Linked DNA regions of Mus musculus: region 2 is linked to region 1. A link is a contact called in public promoter capture Hi-C data. All regions are on one chromosome and are shown on one strand. Each heading gives the region's core, a stretch centred on a gene start, on an enhancer-like site or on the middle of the called end of the contact. The rest is flanking DNA. Distances are from core to core; before and after follow the strand shown. Region 1 overlaps Abr (active BCR-related gene). Region 2 holds the start of Tmigd1 (transmembrane and immunoglobulin domain containing 1).

Region 1 (7,345 bases), core at 1,711-4,210:
TGAGTACAGTGTAGCTGTCTTCAGACGCACACCAGAAGAGGGCATCAGATCTCATTACAGATGGTTGTGAGCCACCATGTGGTTGCTGGGAATTGAACTCAGGACCTCTGGAAGAGCAGTCAGTGCTCTTAACCACTGAGCCATCTCTCCAGCCCCAAGCCTCACCTCTATTATAAGCACCTAAGTCCCCACTCAGCCTGGAGAGGCTTATCCTTTCACCTGGCAGTAAGATATCCCAGCCTCATCACCAGAGAATAGCAGCCTCCATCAGGAACCAACCACAAGGCCAGACATGAGGAGTCAGATGTCTCTGCTTGGCTGCCACAGCAAGGATAGCTGCAGAGAACAGGCTGGATACGAGAGGCCAAGAGACAATGGACACCAGGCCTCCAGGCTAGTGGGCCTGCCTTGCTCTAGGGAGATCAGTTGGGTTACAGGGTCAGCTAGCTCTGTTCCAAATAGAGCTAGAACTGTCCCCTCCGTGCCTGGATATGAAGACAATGGCAGACACTGTTTGCACACAAACTTCGGCCTGGCTGATAATGAAAATCACATTTCACACTCGGGACAGATGGGCAGGTAAATGATACATCCCAGTCTCTCAGGAGAAAAAAAAAAAGTGAAGGTGGGATTCTGAATGGAAGGCCAGAGGAGGCCTACAGTGCCCAGACTCCCAGGCTTCCTGAATTCATCATTAGCTGTGTGACTTGGGCAAACTGCTTAACCTCTGTGTTTATAAAATAAGGGAAGAGCAGCACGCAGGCTCTCATAGAGCTCTTGTGGCCGCCAAGAGAGTGAGTTTAGGTAAAACCTGGCATGTAAACAAGTGATGGTGCTGGCTGTTATTATCAGCACTGAAGTTATTGTTCTGATTTCTTACTGTCTTGGCCTTGGGAAAGAGCCTAAGAAGGCCAGCTACATGCTGTGTGGGTAGCGCATACACTGCCAACTATAACAGAGGCACAACAGGACAGACCTCACACATGGTAGCTGTGCTCCCCGATCTGACAGCCCGCTCCCTCTGTGGCTGCCACTCATCCTCAGCCCCAGATCTGGACTCCTTCCTGAGAGCCCAGGGCCCTTCCACAGACTTAGGCAAGCTGCATAGGCATGTGGTCCATGCAAGCCCACCCCCACCAGGAAACAACCACTCAAGGAGGGAAAAGAGGAGGGGTGGGAAGTGCACAGACAGTAGCTTCCCTAACCCCACACTCCTGCAAAAGCACAAAGTACAGCCACCAACACGCACAGCTCACAGCACTGTCCCCAGCTGTCCCTCCAGAACTGGTAGGTTAACGTGTGCTCACTCCTTCCCTCTGCCTCTCCTGGGTTGGGGGAGGTCACATGAGCTGACTCACAGTCATCCTTCTGGAAGGGAAGAGTCAGCAGAACATTTGGTAAGAAGAACTCAAGCTCTGGAACTAGACTGCCTGGCTTGAATCCCAGCCTCCACCTCCTATCAGCTGTGTGACCTTGGCAAGTCACCGTAACCTTTCTGTGCCTCTATTTTGCCTTCAAAATGGGATAATAATAGCAGCCAAATGCAAAGGGTTTTGGTGAGGAGAGATGAGTCAGCACATTCTGAGTGAATTTCAGCTATGACTGAAAAGCTCCCTTAGGTAGACCCGATTTCTGAGCTCTCAACAGGCCCAGACCCTCAGATCCAGACATTTTACTCACCCCTAATCACTTCTGAGAATTTATCGGACAACTGGTCCTTATCTGCAAAGGGACCTGAGGGTCTGCGGATGTGCCAAGCATATGTTAATGTTCCACCCTGACAGGGTCTCCTCTGCCTCCGGGCTGCACCATGGCGGCAGGCCACAAGATCATCACTCCTGTCCGGAGATCACAGCAGCTGCGTGTGTCACACCCCAGACAGACCTGAGAATATTTCCCGCAGAGACACTGCTGAGACGTTCTACTTAGGGATGACTGTTTCTTCCCTGGCCATTTTAAGGGTTTGTGACTTGGAGAGGTCTCTGGAATCCAGAAAAGCACAAGACAGAGAAGCAGAGCTGTGATGTCGCCCTCTGGGCAAGGTGTTAATAAGCTCTTCCTTACGCTCTTTGCCGCTTTGCTATGTAGGGGCAGCATTTTCTTGCCAGATCAGAGCATAGGCTAAGTCAGAAAACTGAGGCGGCTCTACTGTGATGCTGACACCTGACGGGTGCTCAGTGTGTTAGAACAGAATTTCGTCTCCTTTCCCACTGATGACAAAGATGAGAGACAGATCTGACTGCCTGCCCAGGTCTGTTATATTCAGCCAGATGATGTGTTCTGTTAGGGGGGAGGGAGGAAAACCTGCAGAAGGCAGCCCAAGCAGGTTTATCATCTCAGATTTGGAGCTCTGGGAGATGAGAGGATACCCTGACCTTTCTCTGTCTCCGAATTCTAGCTCACTTAGTCAAATTCCAGTTTCACCCCAACCCCAGAACTAGGCAGAGGAGCCAATGCAGGGGCCACTTGTGTCCTTTAGTTAAACACACCTGATGCCCACCAGCTTCTGGCTCAGCCCCATCCTGCCTGCTGAAGCAGATGACACCTCCACGGAGTGATGGGAATGTAGACCCACCAGAACTGGGTGCCTATCACACTGCAACACCACAAGGTGAAGAAAAACACACCCTCCACTACTTCATCCTTCTCTCTGTTTTGTAGCCTGGTAGTCACCATAGCAACAGGCTCCAGCTCCAGCCTGCCAGGCCAGGCTGATGCAATTCTCAGCCAGTGAGCGGCTCAGACTCACTCACACAGCTCTGTTCTCACTCAGGGGTGGGCGGGGGGCTGGGGGGGGGGTAAGAACAAATGAGGAAGGAGGAGAGAGGGGTGCAGCTGACAGACACTCTGCTCCCCCATTCGTTCAAGAGCTGAATCCAAAGGACCAAGACCATGAAGTGAGCAAAGGCTTCTCTTCCCACATCCCTAACGAACAGTGTCACTGCAATGGATGCCACCTGTGGAAGATCAGGGAAGTCACACTGTGCCAAAGTACACTCTACTCTCCTAAGACTCCTTTCTCATCCGCTGACTCTGCACCCTGCAGCCCACCCCTCCTCTGAACTCACGGGCAGCCCAACTCTTCAGAAGTCAACAGGTGCAGGGTTGGGGGTGTGGCTCTGGAGTAGAGCATTTGTTAAGCATGTACCCAGTCCTGTGTTCTGTCTCCAAGACAGCAAAACAAACCAACAAAAAACAAACAAACAAACAAACAAATCAGAAAGGGACACACATAGCTTCATACACTCTGTATCAGCTGCATGGTCCCCATAATCTCAGCCCTCTCTTGCAAGCTGACATGTTCCCATAATGCCTCCAAACTTTCAGCCCCACTCTGAGGGTCTCCCAGCTTCCCTGGGAGTTCTACTCGCTCTACATTTAGGATATACCTGCCAAGACCCACCCAACCCAACCCATTGGCTCACCAATGCCACCAACTTCAGGAAAGAAGAACTAGGAAACGTAAAGGGTCAACTCACCCAGTCCTCACCACCCCCAAAGGCCACAGGCAAAGAGCCCATGTTTTCAGGAGAGCTGGCAAGGCTAGAGTCCCCCCAGCCTCCGAGTGCCTACCCATGGATGCAGGATTCGCCCTCCCGTGCAGGCCACCGTCAGTGCAAATGCCTGTAGTGCCAGGAACGCCTCCCTCCAGCTGGCTGGCTCTCTTTCCCACCTGGTCCTTGGAGCTCTCCTACCCAGGGCACTCAGGGCACCCACCCAATCAGTAGCTGAGATTCACACCAACAGGCCCTGCTCTGGGACCTGCACCCTGGCAGAGGCCTGCACTGGGGCACCTCACTGCCACCTCCCTGGCCACCCTGACAGATACGGGAAATGATTAGCTGGGAGAGCCTCTTGGGAAAAGCGTTCACCATGGGATGCCCAGTAACTCGTCCTGTGTCCTGCGGGAGCTTCCAAGACTACAGAGAAGTGGAAAACTGCTGGCAGCGGCTTCCAATAAACATCTTCAGGGCAGAGCTGAAGAGTCCGGAAATAATCCTATATAGCTATGATCAAGGACTTTTTTTTTTTTTTTTTGCTTTTGCTTTTCAGTCTCTTTCTGTAGCCTAAATGGGCTCAAATCTAACCTGCTCTGCCTTAGTCTCCCAAAGGGGCACTACAGGTAGCCAACTGATTTTTTGTATTGTTTTCTGGTACAGGGATTAAGCCCAGGACATCGTACATTTGGGGAAAGCACTGCCTCCCATCATTTGAATCCTGACAAGGATGCCAATGCTACTCTATAGGGAAAGAACAGACTTTTCAACAAATGGCACCAGCACAACGGGATTACCAAACATAAAACAGTGAAATGGAACTCATTTAGGAAGTTAACTCAGGTGGCTTAGGCAATAAAAGAACTTGCCATACAAGCCTGGTAACACAAGTTCAAGACCTGGGGCCCCTGTAAAATCAGAAGGAGAGAACCCTAAAGTTGTCCTCTGATCTCCAAACAAAGCATAGCATACGTGTGCCCAAGCATGCGAACACACACACACACACACACACTGATAATAATTTTTAAAATTTAATTCGAAGCTGGAGAGGTGGCTCATTGGTAAGGCATACCAAAAGCTCTTGCTTGACTGTGCATGACAGTACATGCCATTAACCCTAGCTCTCAGGAGAAGTAGAGGCAAACAGCTATCTGTTAATTTAAGGCCAGCCCAATCTACACAGTGAATTCCAGACCAGCCATGGATACACAGTAAGACCCTGGGAAAACAAAACAACACTATTAACTGAGTTAGGTATAGTGGCTCAAATCTGTGATCCTACCACTGAGTGGGCTCAGGCAGGAATTTGAGGCTAGCCTACACCACATAGTAAGAACCTGTCTCTACAAATCAAAACAAAAGCACTTAAAATTAAAGATGAATTAACTCAGGAGGCAGAGGCAGGGGGATCTCTGTGAGTTTGAGGCTAGTATGGTCTCCAGAGCAAGTTCCAGGGCAACCAAGTCTACACAAAGAAACCCTGTTTTGAAAACCTGGGGGGGGGGAGGGAAAAGGCTGAACTGAAGAAGGCTGGGAGATGGCTCAGCAGTTAAGACACCGGTTACCCTTCCAGAGGACTTCAGTGTGATTCCCAGCACCCACAGAGTAACTCACACCATCTGCAACTCCAGTTCTGGGGAGCTGATGCCCTCTTCTGGCCTCTAGGCACGTGTGTGGTACACAGACATACACGCAAAAAAACAAACAAAAACAGTCATACCCGTAAGTGCATGAATTAAAGGTAAAAGCTGCAGCTATGAAATACTTAGATGAAAATATAGCAGTGGTTCTTCACGACCTTAGATTGGACAAAGGATTCTTAGATAACAGTATCAAGGGCTGGTGAGATGGCTCAGTGGGTAAGAGCACCCGACTGCTCTTCCGAAGGTCCGAAGTTCAAATCCCAGCAACCACATGGTGGTTCACAACCATCCGTAATGAGATCTGATTCCCTCTTCTGGAGTGTCTGAAGACAGCTACAGTGTACTTATATATAATTAAAAATAAATAAATCTAAAAACAAAAACAAACAAAAAAACAGTATCAAAAGTGTGGTAGTTTGATGAGAATGGTCCCCATAGGCTAATATATTTGAATGTTTAGTTCCTAATTGGTGGACTATTTAGGAAGGATTAGAAGGTGTGGCCTTGCTGGAAGACATATCTTACTGGGGATGGACTCTGAAGTTTTAAAAGCCTAATCAGTTTCCAGTTCTTGATTGCTCACTTTCTCACAGTTGAGTCTTGATATGTGAGCTCTCAGCTATGGCTCCAGTGCCTGCTGCTTGCCTGCTGCCTGTCTGTCTGCCTGCCTACTGCCTGTCTGTCTACCTGCCTGCTGCCCTCCTGCCTTCCTGCCTGCATGGCTTCAGTGCTCTGACCCTGTAAGCAAGCTTCCAGCTGAATGCTGTATTTTATAAGTTGCCGAAAAGTAACTAAGACAAAAAAGCAGTAAAAGAAAATATAGAACTGTATGTCATCAAAATTGAAAATTTTTTTCTACTTCTAAGGACACCATCAAGAAAGCGAAAATATTATCCACAGAATGAAACCAACCTCAAGGCAAGAAACTTGAATCTGGAACATCTGGAGAAATTTCACAACTCAACAATGAAAGACACCTAACCCAAGTGAAAAATGGGCAAACTAAGAAGTATTTCTCCAAAAAGAGGAAGGGCCCTGCGTTCCACCAACAGATGTCCAGTGTGCACTGTGTGGCAGGGTTGTGCTAGGTGACAGGGACATCACTGTGAGAGGAAATCTCAATCCCTGTTCTTGTGATGGGCAGATACCAAATGCATTTATCCCTTGCTCCAAACGGGCAGAACTGAAGGAGAATCGAGGACAGGGGCCGTAGAGAAAAGCTGCTCACTGGCTTGCTTCCAGACTCTCAAGTTCAGCTTCCTCTCTTATACCTCCCAGGACCACCAACCCAGGGGCTGCACTGCCCACATTGGACTGGGCTGTCCCTCACCTATCATCAATCAAGAAAATGCCAGGCATGCTTACAAGTCATTAAAATGGAGGAACTTCTTTAATTAAGGTCCCTTCCTTCCAGGTGCCTCTAGATTGTGTCAAGTTGGCAAAAACTAAGCAGCAAGCAATGTCATTAATGAGGCAAGAAGGCCCAGAGAACACTGGTAACTAGCCCAAAACCACAGAGCTATGAAGTTGTGTGGCCAAGACAGTCTGCTCCAAGCTCCGTGTTCTAAACTATCACATGACCTTGAGCATGGCTATGTCAAGGTCATGTCAACTTGACTACATCTGGAAGTAACTAAAACCCAAAGGGCTGTGCACACCTGTGAGTGGTTTTTCTTCTTAACAAAATCATCTGAAGTAGAAAAATCCACTTCTAATCCAGATCTCTGAGGTGAGAAGATGCACCTTTAATCCAGGTCACACCGTCTGCTGGAAGCTTATATGAAGGACATGAAAGAAGAAAGCTCTCTCTTTGCCTTCCTGCTTTTTCTTTTGCTAACAAGTCCATTCCTTCAGTGCCATTACAACCTACGTTTTCAGGATTCCAGCATGTACTGAAGACCAGCTGAGACATCCAGGTTGGACAAACACTGGATTCTTGGACCTTCTGTTGATAGACAGCCATTGTTGGATTAGGTAGACCACAGCCTGTAAACCATTCTAAGGAGTCACTCTTACATACACACACACACACACACACACACACACACACACACACACACAGAGAGAGAGAGAGAGAGAGAGAGAGAGAGAGAGAGAGATTGATTGTGTGTGTGTGTGTGTGTGTGTTTGGGTTTTCGAAACAGGGTTTCTCTGTGTAGCCCTGGCTGTCCTGGAACTCACTCTGTAAACAAGGCTGGCCTTGAA
Region 2 (7,345 bases), core at 2,414-4,913, 370 kb after region 1:
GGTACATAGTCCCTTCCTGGGCTGGGCACCTAACAAGCATCTCTAATTTGTGCTGAATTGAATGTCCTGCTGTCTCTTCCTTTCTTCAGCTCATGCCTCTTGCGTGACTGACTTGCAGTGCTAGATCCTTCCCTTTGATAAGGGATTTTACTTCGTCTCTGTGATCCAGACCTAGTTCCATAGTCCATAGCTCTCGAGATTCGAAAGCTACTGAGTCGCTATAGCACAGCCACCTGAGAGGCTTATTAAGACTCCAGAGTCTCTTCAGAGCTGATGAAGGAACGGTACCTAGATATGTTCCTGAGTGTGTGTGTATGTGAGTGTGCATGTGTGAGTGGGGGTGTGATGTATTTGTTCATGTGAGTGCGATGTGTGTATACGTGCTAAGTTCATGCTTTAGTGCCTATAAGCCACACTTCTGCCCACTCCAACCCCATAAATCTCCTACTTGTCTTAATCAGAAAGCCACAACTTCCTGGTCCTTGACTCCTTCTCTGGTACCTTTCCAGAAAGGCTTGGGTCTTGGGAATGTAGAGCAGATGGGTCACTATTCTGAGAACTTACAAACTAAGGCTACCCCTCTCCTGGGCCCAAGCTACATGTGAAAGTTGTGGAGTAACAATTTTTTTGTTGTTGTTCTTGTGATGAAATCCAGGGTCCCAGGCATGCAAAAAAAAAAAAAATGTATCCTGCTACTTGCCCCTACCCAAGCCCTGAACTCTACTAATATCTAGACAGCCATAGTCCTAAGGCTTAGGTTAACTGCTGGACTTAACTGCTAGTGGGAAAATTATTTTCTTTATTCCTCAGTTCCAGGAGAGGGGACTGTTTCAGTAATTTATATGACTTTGGGCAATCACATCATTTCCAAATGGGGGACCACCATGCAACCATATTCTTGTTGGAAATCCTTTCTCATTACCCAAAGGCCCTCCATGGGGCTCACAGGCTTCCTTATTAGGTTTTTCTAGACTGACTAGAGTCATTTCCACTTTGCAGTTGGGTTAAAGTTAAAAGTAAGACTCCATACTTTTAACTCCCACCATGGGAGCTGTCTTGCTCCTCTGAGCATCCCCCAGGGTACCCACTGAATGTTGCGAAGCCTGAGGTTTGTTGAGTTACTTCAACAGTTTTACACAGAGACTCAGAAGGCACCTTTCCCTAATTCAGGACAGAGCCATCATAATTGGTTTGGATGGAACTGGCATTCCAAACACTTAGTACACAATCGATATTTAATAAATACCTGCTTAATACACTATGTCAACATTTCAGTATTCAAACATACACAGAAGTTGAAAGGATAGCCAGTGAAGATCTCTATAGCCCTTAGCTGTATGCAGTAGACATCAGCTAACATTTACTATGTTTATTCTGTCTGTTGGTTTGTCTTTTGTGTTGCTGGAGATTGCACCTCAGCCCTGGTTTTTTTTTTTTTTTTTTTTTTTTTTTTTTTTTTTTTTTTTTTTTTGCTGACTCATTTGAAAGTTGGTTGTAATCATCGTGACACTTAACCCTTACATTTAGTTTGAAGGCATCTCTTGAGAATTGGGACACTCTTCCACATTGTTTCCTAATATCATCTAATACCTAGGTATAGAAATTGCTATCAGTGCCCTACCCATATCCTCATGGCCTACATAGGATTTACCCACTGTTTCCAGAAAGCAAGCAGCTTCCTGTGTGTCTCTACTGGAAGTGCTGTGGTGTTATTGGCACTCAGCCAAAGGTGGAAAGACACTGGACTGTTGCCTAATTGCTCAAGCTTCTTGCCTTGCCCGAACTGACTGAGTATTGCAAAGAACTCATCCCAGGAGTCACATTAGAAGTAACTTGCTCACTAGCACACCCTTTGGTAATTTCCCTCCTTGATCCCCTCTTCCTGAGATGGCTGTGAGATGAACTACTTGCACTCAAAGATTTATCTTAAGATCTACTTTGAAGGGACCCAGATCCAAAGGCTGAATCAGTCCTTTTCAAAATTCATTCTTGAAAGTTATTTGTGTCTCTCTGTGGGTGTGTGCAGGTACCTGTGGAGGCCAGAAGAGGGCATCCGATCCCTTGGAGCTGGTGGTCCTGGGCAGTGTGATCTGCCTGTCATGGATGCTGGAAACCAATCTCTGATACTCTGCAAGAATAGCAAGCACTCTTAGCCGATGAGCCACTTCTCCAATCCTGATAAACTCATTTTTAAATGATAGAAGACATACGGCTCTTGTACCACTGAGAAGTAAACCCCAAGCCTGCTTGGGGTGGGTGTATTGCACCTGTTGACTAACAGCAGCCTCTCTTAATGATGATCCTTGCATGAATAGTGCTAGACCAGCCTATCTTCATAACAGTAATAATTATGGCTTATGAAGCGCCTACTGTACAGCAGCTTAGCATGCTCCATTTCACTCAATCCTCACAGTGACTCTGTGGGGAGGGCACTGTTATTATTGCTATTGTGTTCCTGAAGAACCAAAGGCTCCTAGGGGTTAGATAACTTTCAAAGTCACATAAACAGAAAGAAATAGATCTCTGGTGTGGTTACCCAATGTGCTCAAAGCTATGGACAGTGCCAAGTATGATGGCACACACCTGTAATCCTAACACTTGGGAGTGAAGGCAGGAGGATCAGGAGTAATAACTAGCCTTGGCTACACAGCGAGTTCAAAGCCAGTTTAAGCTATAGGAGACCTTCCTTTAAAAAAATAAACCCACCAAACAAAAATGGAGAAAGCTCGGGATGTACCTCAGTGGTACAGTGCTTGCTTAGCATATATAAAACTCTGGGTTTGATCTCCAGCAACAAAAAAATATGGAGGTAAAGTCTAGACGATCATAAATGTCATATTTTTTGATGAATGGAAACAATAGTTCTTGACACATAAAATGTTCATTAGTAACACTAACATAAAGTATGTTAGGTGGTGCGTGCATGCAAGAGTGTGTGTGCACACACATGGGCACACCCATGCCCATGTGGAAGTCAGAAGACAACATTTTGTGTTGGTCTTCATCTTCTACTCTGATTGACATATATCTAGTATGGCAAGTGGCCTTCTGGGGATTCTAATTTCTCCATCCCCATCTCAGCCTCCCATCTCACTGTAGGAGTGCTGGGATTTCAGCTGCCTCATTAGGGTTTTGTGTGGGCTTTACCCGTTGAGTAACTTAAGTATTTTTACCAATAAAATAATTTTAGTTGAAGTGTCCTGTTCTGGTTTCCCAATGAAGTCAGAGCCTCAAGGAGCTAAAACTTCCTCTTGTTGCTTGGCATAGCTTCAGCACTGGGCTCGGGTGACTGGTGGTAAAAATCTTTCAATAATTAAGTTATGCAAAATCTTCAGTTGTCACTGATTGTGAAAGTCAAGCCTCTCCCCGGACTTGTCCTGTCACAGCTGTCAGGCAGTGTTGGGTGAGATGTGCTCTGGATTTTTGCACAAGTTCAGGCTTCCCTGGAACAATACACCCGTGTTAGTAATATCCGGCCCCTCCTAGTAACCTGGGTACAGAAAGGCTTAGACCTTGTGAAGATGTGCTTCACAATTACTGTCTTCTCTAAGAATCCAGAAAGGGAAACAGACTTTGAACCCAATTTATCTCAGTTACTTGACCCTACTGTCATAAAGTGTTCAAATTCAAGTATTATAAAGGATCATGTCGGGGACATAATTCAGGGCTCCTGGGCAGAGGAAGAGCTAGGTGAGGAAGTCAGCTGCTGGGAGCTCAGCAGGTAAGTGGCTAGACAAGGGACTTTATTTGGAAACTTTGGCGTCTTAGAAAGCAAGAGACCATTGGTTCTTCCCCTTCTCAGGGTAGTGTACAGCCTCAAACTCTCCAGTTTTTTGTTTTGTTTTGTTTGTTTGTTTTAATGGTTTGTTTGGTTGATTTTGTTGTTGTTGTTGTTGTTGTTTTGTTTTCTTTAGTTTGGTTTTTTTGAAACAGGGTTTCTCTGTGTAGTTCTGAAGTTCCTGACTGGCCTGGAACTCACTCTGTAGACCAGGCTGGCCTGGAATTCACAAAGATCCACCTGCTCCTGCCTCCGGAGTGCTGGGATTGAAGGTGTGCACCACCACAGCCCAGGCACTCTTGAGTTTTTATTCAGGCCCTATATTAGACTATACTTGAGAAAAGTTACGGTTTTATCATTCTTGGAGGGCTCTCCTTTCTAAACCTCCATGTATCCTTGTGTTGCTGGGGATTGAACCCAGAACCTCCTACATGCTGCAGCAGTGCTCTCTCTCCCATCTACTAAGAAAATTCCATGCATGATCGGGTTCTGAAACCATCACTTTTTCACAGTGTGTGCGTGGGGGGTGGGGGGGATATTGGGGTTACACATGCCACAGCACACACGTGGAGGTCAGAGGACAACTTTAAGAGTTTGTTCTCTCTTACATGGCATCTGGGGGTCAAACTCAGGTTATCAGGCTTACACTAACAAGCACTTTTACCTCTGAGCCATCTCACTGGTCCTGAGGTCCTCGCTCTTATAATAGAGTCATAGCAATATTTTGGACAAGAAAATTTCAATTACAAAATGCTCTGGCTACTAGTAATCGCATCTTATTAAAATATTGGTAGAGGCCTCCCTGGTAGGAAGCACCCTTGGTCCTGTCAAGACAAGCCTAGAGCAAGGGAGGAGTAGAGGTGCCTCGAATTAGTCAGATGTATATTTCCTGCTTATATTCATGATACAGCTAATATTCATGATAAAGGACAAAATACCAAGTTATTAGTGCAAACGGAAGGACCAGGGACTAGAAGAGGCTCAGAGCATCTTTTGAAGGGAATGAATATTACTTTAGTCAGAAGGACAGTTGTGAGTGTGGCCTTGGCAGTCTCGGGTTGGAATCCTGACCCTAACATTTGCTGGTTTTGTGCAAATGTTCTGGGAAAATTGCATTCTTGGGTCAAGAGGTTAATTGTTATGGAGCATGGTAGTGCACATTACTAATCCTGGTGCTTAGGAGCCAGGAGTGTCGTAAATTCCTGTGTAGCTCGATAGGGCTCTGGAGAAAGACTCTGTCTGAAAGAAAACAGAAATATGATTGTCAGGCTTAGTTGTGATTGAATAAATATCTATGAAGTTTATTATTGTGTCTAGAAGTTATTCAATACATGTTTCTGTTATATATGTAGTAGTAGTAGTAGTAGTAGTAGTAGTAGTAGTAGTAGTAGTAGTGGTAGTAGTAGTGGTAGTAGTAGCAGCACTCCTCTTTATCTGTCTGCAGTTCTGAGCATCAAACCAGGACTCTTCACACTTGAGGCACAGTAGAGCTATCTGTAAGGGAAATAATGTATGCATGCTTTCTCCAGACATACCTGGAATATCTTAGGAGGATGAGGCAGGAGTGTGCAGAAGGAAACAAGGAGACCTTGTTTATTTGTTCTTGATAGTCTCCATGTCTGCAGCGAGTGGGCACGATTGAAACTGCAGTAATTTCAAGGACTGTCCATGATGGCCTAGAGAGATGTTGTAGTGCTCAGAAGCACTTGCTGCTATTGCAGAGGATCTGGGTTTAAATCTCAGCACCTACACTGCAGCGAACAACCATATGCAATTCCAGTTCCAGGGGATCCAATATTTTGTTCTTGTTTCCTTGGGTACCAGGTTCACAAGTGGTACACAGACATACATGCTAGTGAGATACCCAAACACATAAGATAAGCATTTTAAAAGAATTCTCTGATTGGAGAACAGCTTTCCAAATATGACCCGAGAGAGACTCTCAACAAAGAATGACTTTGCTCAGTTAGGGCCACCTGAGAATGGAAAATTCATTTGTCTTTCTGTCAAAGTGACACATTTCTCCCCACTAGGGAAGTTTTTTTCCCCCTCTGATATCTATGTCTATATCATTATAGTTTTTTTTTCATTGCCATAAAAAAGTTAAAACTAAAAGAATTTATTGAGACTTGTTTAATTAAAAACTAGGAGTGTACCGTTATAACTGGGGTGACTCACTTGGGACTTTATTTTAGATGCCTAATAGGAAGAAAGTTCATAAGCTCATTGTAGAGCAAAGTACAGAAACAACTGCATTCTTTGCCTCCAGAAGGTCCAACCTGCATTCATTAAAGATGGTGTGGAAGATCACCGGGCCACTGCAAGCATGCCAGCTTCTCTTAGTGGTTTTATCTTTGCCACAGGGGAGAACAAGTAAGTTAATATTGTCTGTGACCTCTTTTTAGATTAAAAAAATTAAATAAGTAAATTAAAATAATGATCTATAGATGTTGGAAACAACTTTAAGTTAGAGTTTGGAATAGCTACCCAGTACAACAAATGATTCAGGTTACAAGAGTCAGAAAACATTTTAAACAGTGGGGGGGGGGAACCTGTTTATGGCTCTGATTTATATAAGACAGGATGGAGTGTGCCGTTCTTCTGAGACTGTATCAGACTTTTCACACTTTTAAATGTATTTTAGTACCAATTTCAAGTGAGATAATCTTCTGTGTATTTGAACATGTCACTTACAGGAAAATATTATCCACATTTTTATCTGTATCCCTGCATCAAAGTAGCTTCTCTCCTCTCTCAGGTTTTAAAACGCTTCTTCATGATTAAAAAAAAAAGAAAGAAAGAAAACCAAAAAACAAATTAGGCAGAAGACTGAAGGTGTGGCTTGTTAGTAGAGCCAATGCTTCATCAGCTTAAAGGCTCCGGGTTCGATCTGAAACCGCAGGAAAGGAAGCAGGGGAACTGACTGGGTTGTAAGGATGCTTGCTCTGCAAGAATGAGAATTAGCATTTTCATCGTGCATTGTAAAGGCTGGGCATGGCTACGTGTACTTGTGGCCCCAGCACTGGGGTGTGGAGACTGGTGGAGCCTGAGCTTACTGGCCAGCAGAGCTTAGATAGAAAGCTTCTGGTTCAGTGTGAGACTCTGCTCAAGGCTATAATACACAAAGAACAGGGGAGGACACCTGATGCCCTCCTCTGGCCCTAGAATGTGTGTGTGTGTATGTTTGCAGGCACTGTCACACTTACTGTCATATTAAAAACTATATTGATGCATCTTTTGGAAGCTGACCTAGCTGCAACTGGACCTCTAACTTTTGTTACCTGCTTCTGAACCAGGAACATAAAAGCTGGAATTCAGGCATTTCTTACTATGCAATGAAAAAAAAAATCACTAAAAATCAGAGCAAAGCCCAGAAACAAAAACATGCAAACTGTGGTGGTGAATGCCTCTCATCCCAGCACTCAGGAGGTAAAGGCAGGGGCATTTCTGGGACTTCAAGGCCAGCTTGGTCTAACTCCAGGACAACCAGGGCTACATAGTGAGACCCTGCCTCAAGAAAACAAACACCATCCTGATTGTGCACCCCACAAAACCTTGTCTACCTCA

Evidence for each region. Promoter capture Hi-C pulls out the DNA fragments that hold promoters and counts their contacts.
Region 2: a contact with region 1 is called in a promoter capture Hi-C map of stem cell-derived epiblast-like cells, with 5 times the contacts expected there. The contact joins the promoter of Tmigd1 here to the enhancer-like site in region 1. A contact is called at or near these places in 6 of 39 promoter capture datasets (3T3-L1-derived adipocytes, the C10 cell line, the HPC-7 cell line and 3 more), 5 of 484 Hi-C or Micro-C datasets (B cells, the Ba/F3 cell line, embryonic stem cells and 1 more) and 1 of 9 other capture datasets (adipose tissue).

Annotation. Positions count from the first base shown.
Region 1 is chr11:76,528,526-76,535,870 of GRCm38.p6, forward strand. The region is part of intron 1 of Abr (active BCR-related gene); the gene reads right to left. Among named protein-coding and RNA genes, the nearest start is that of Abr, 39 kb to the right of the region's middle. Within about 2 kb of position 2,961, at least 90 of the 459 cell types and tissues checked have an H3K27ac peak or open chromatin away from gene starts, as enhancers often do. A contact at or near this core is called in embryonic stem cells and stem cell-derived epiblast-like cells, where this site is marked.
Region 2 is chr11:76,898,496-76,905,840 of GRCm38.p6, forward strand. It overlaps Tmigd1 (transmembrane and immunoglobulin domain containing 1), which reads left to right and starts at 3,664. Exons shown (of 7, transcript NM_025655.3): 1 at 3,664-3,721; 2 at 6,048-6,151. The coding sequence starts at 6,073.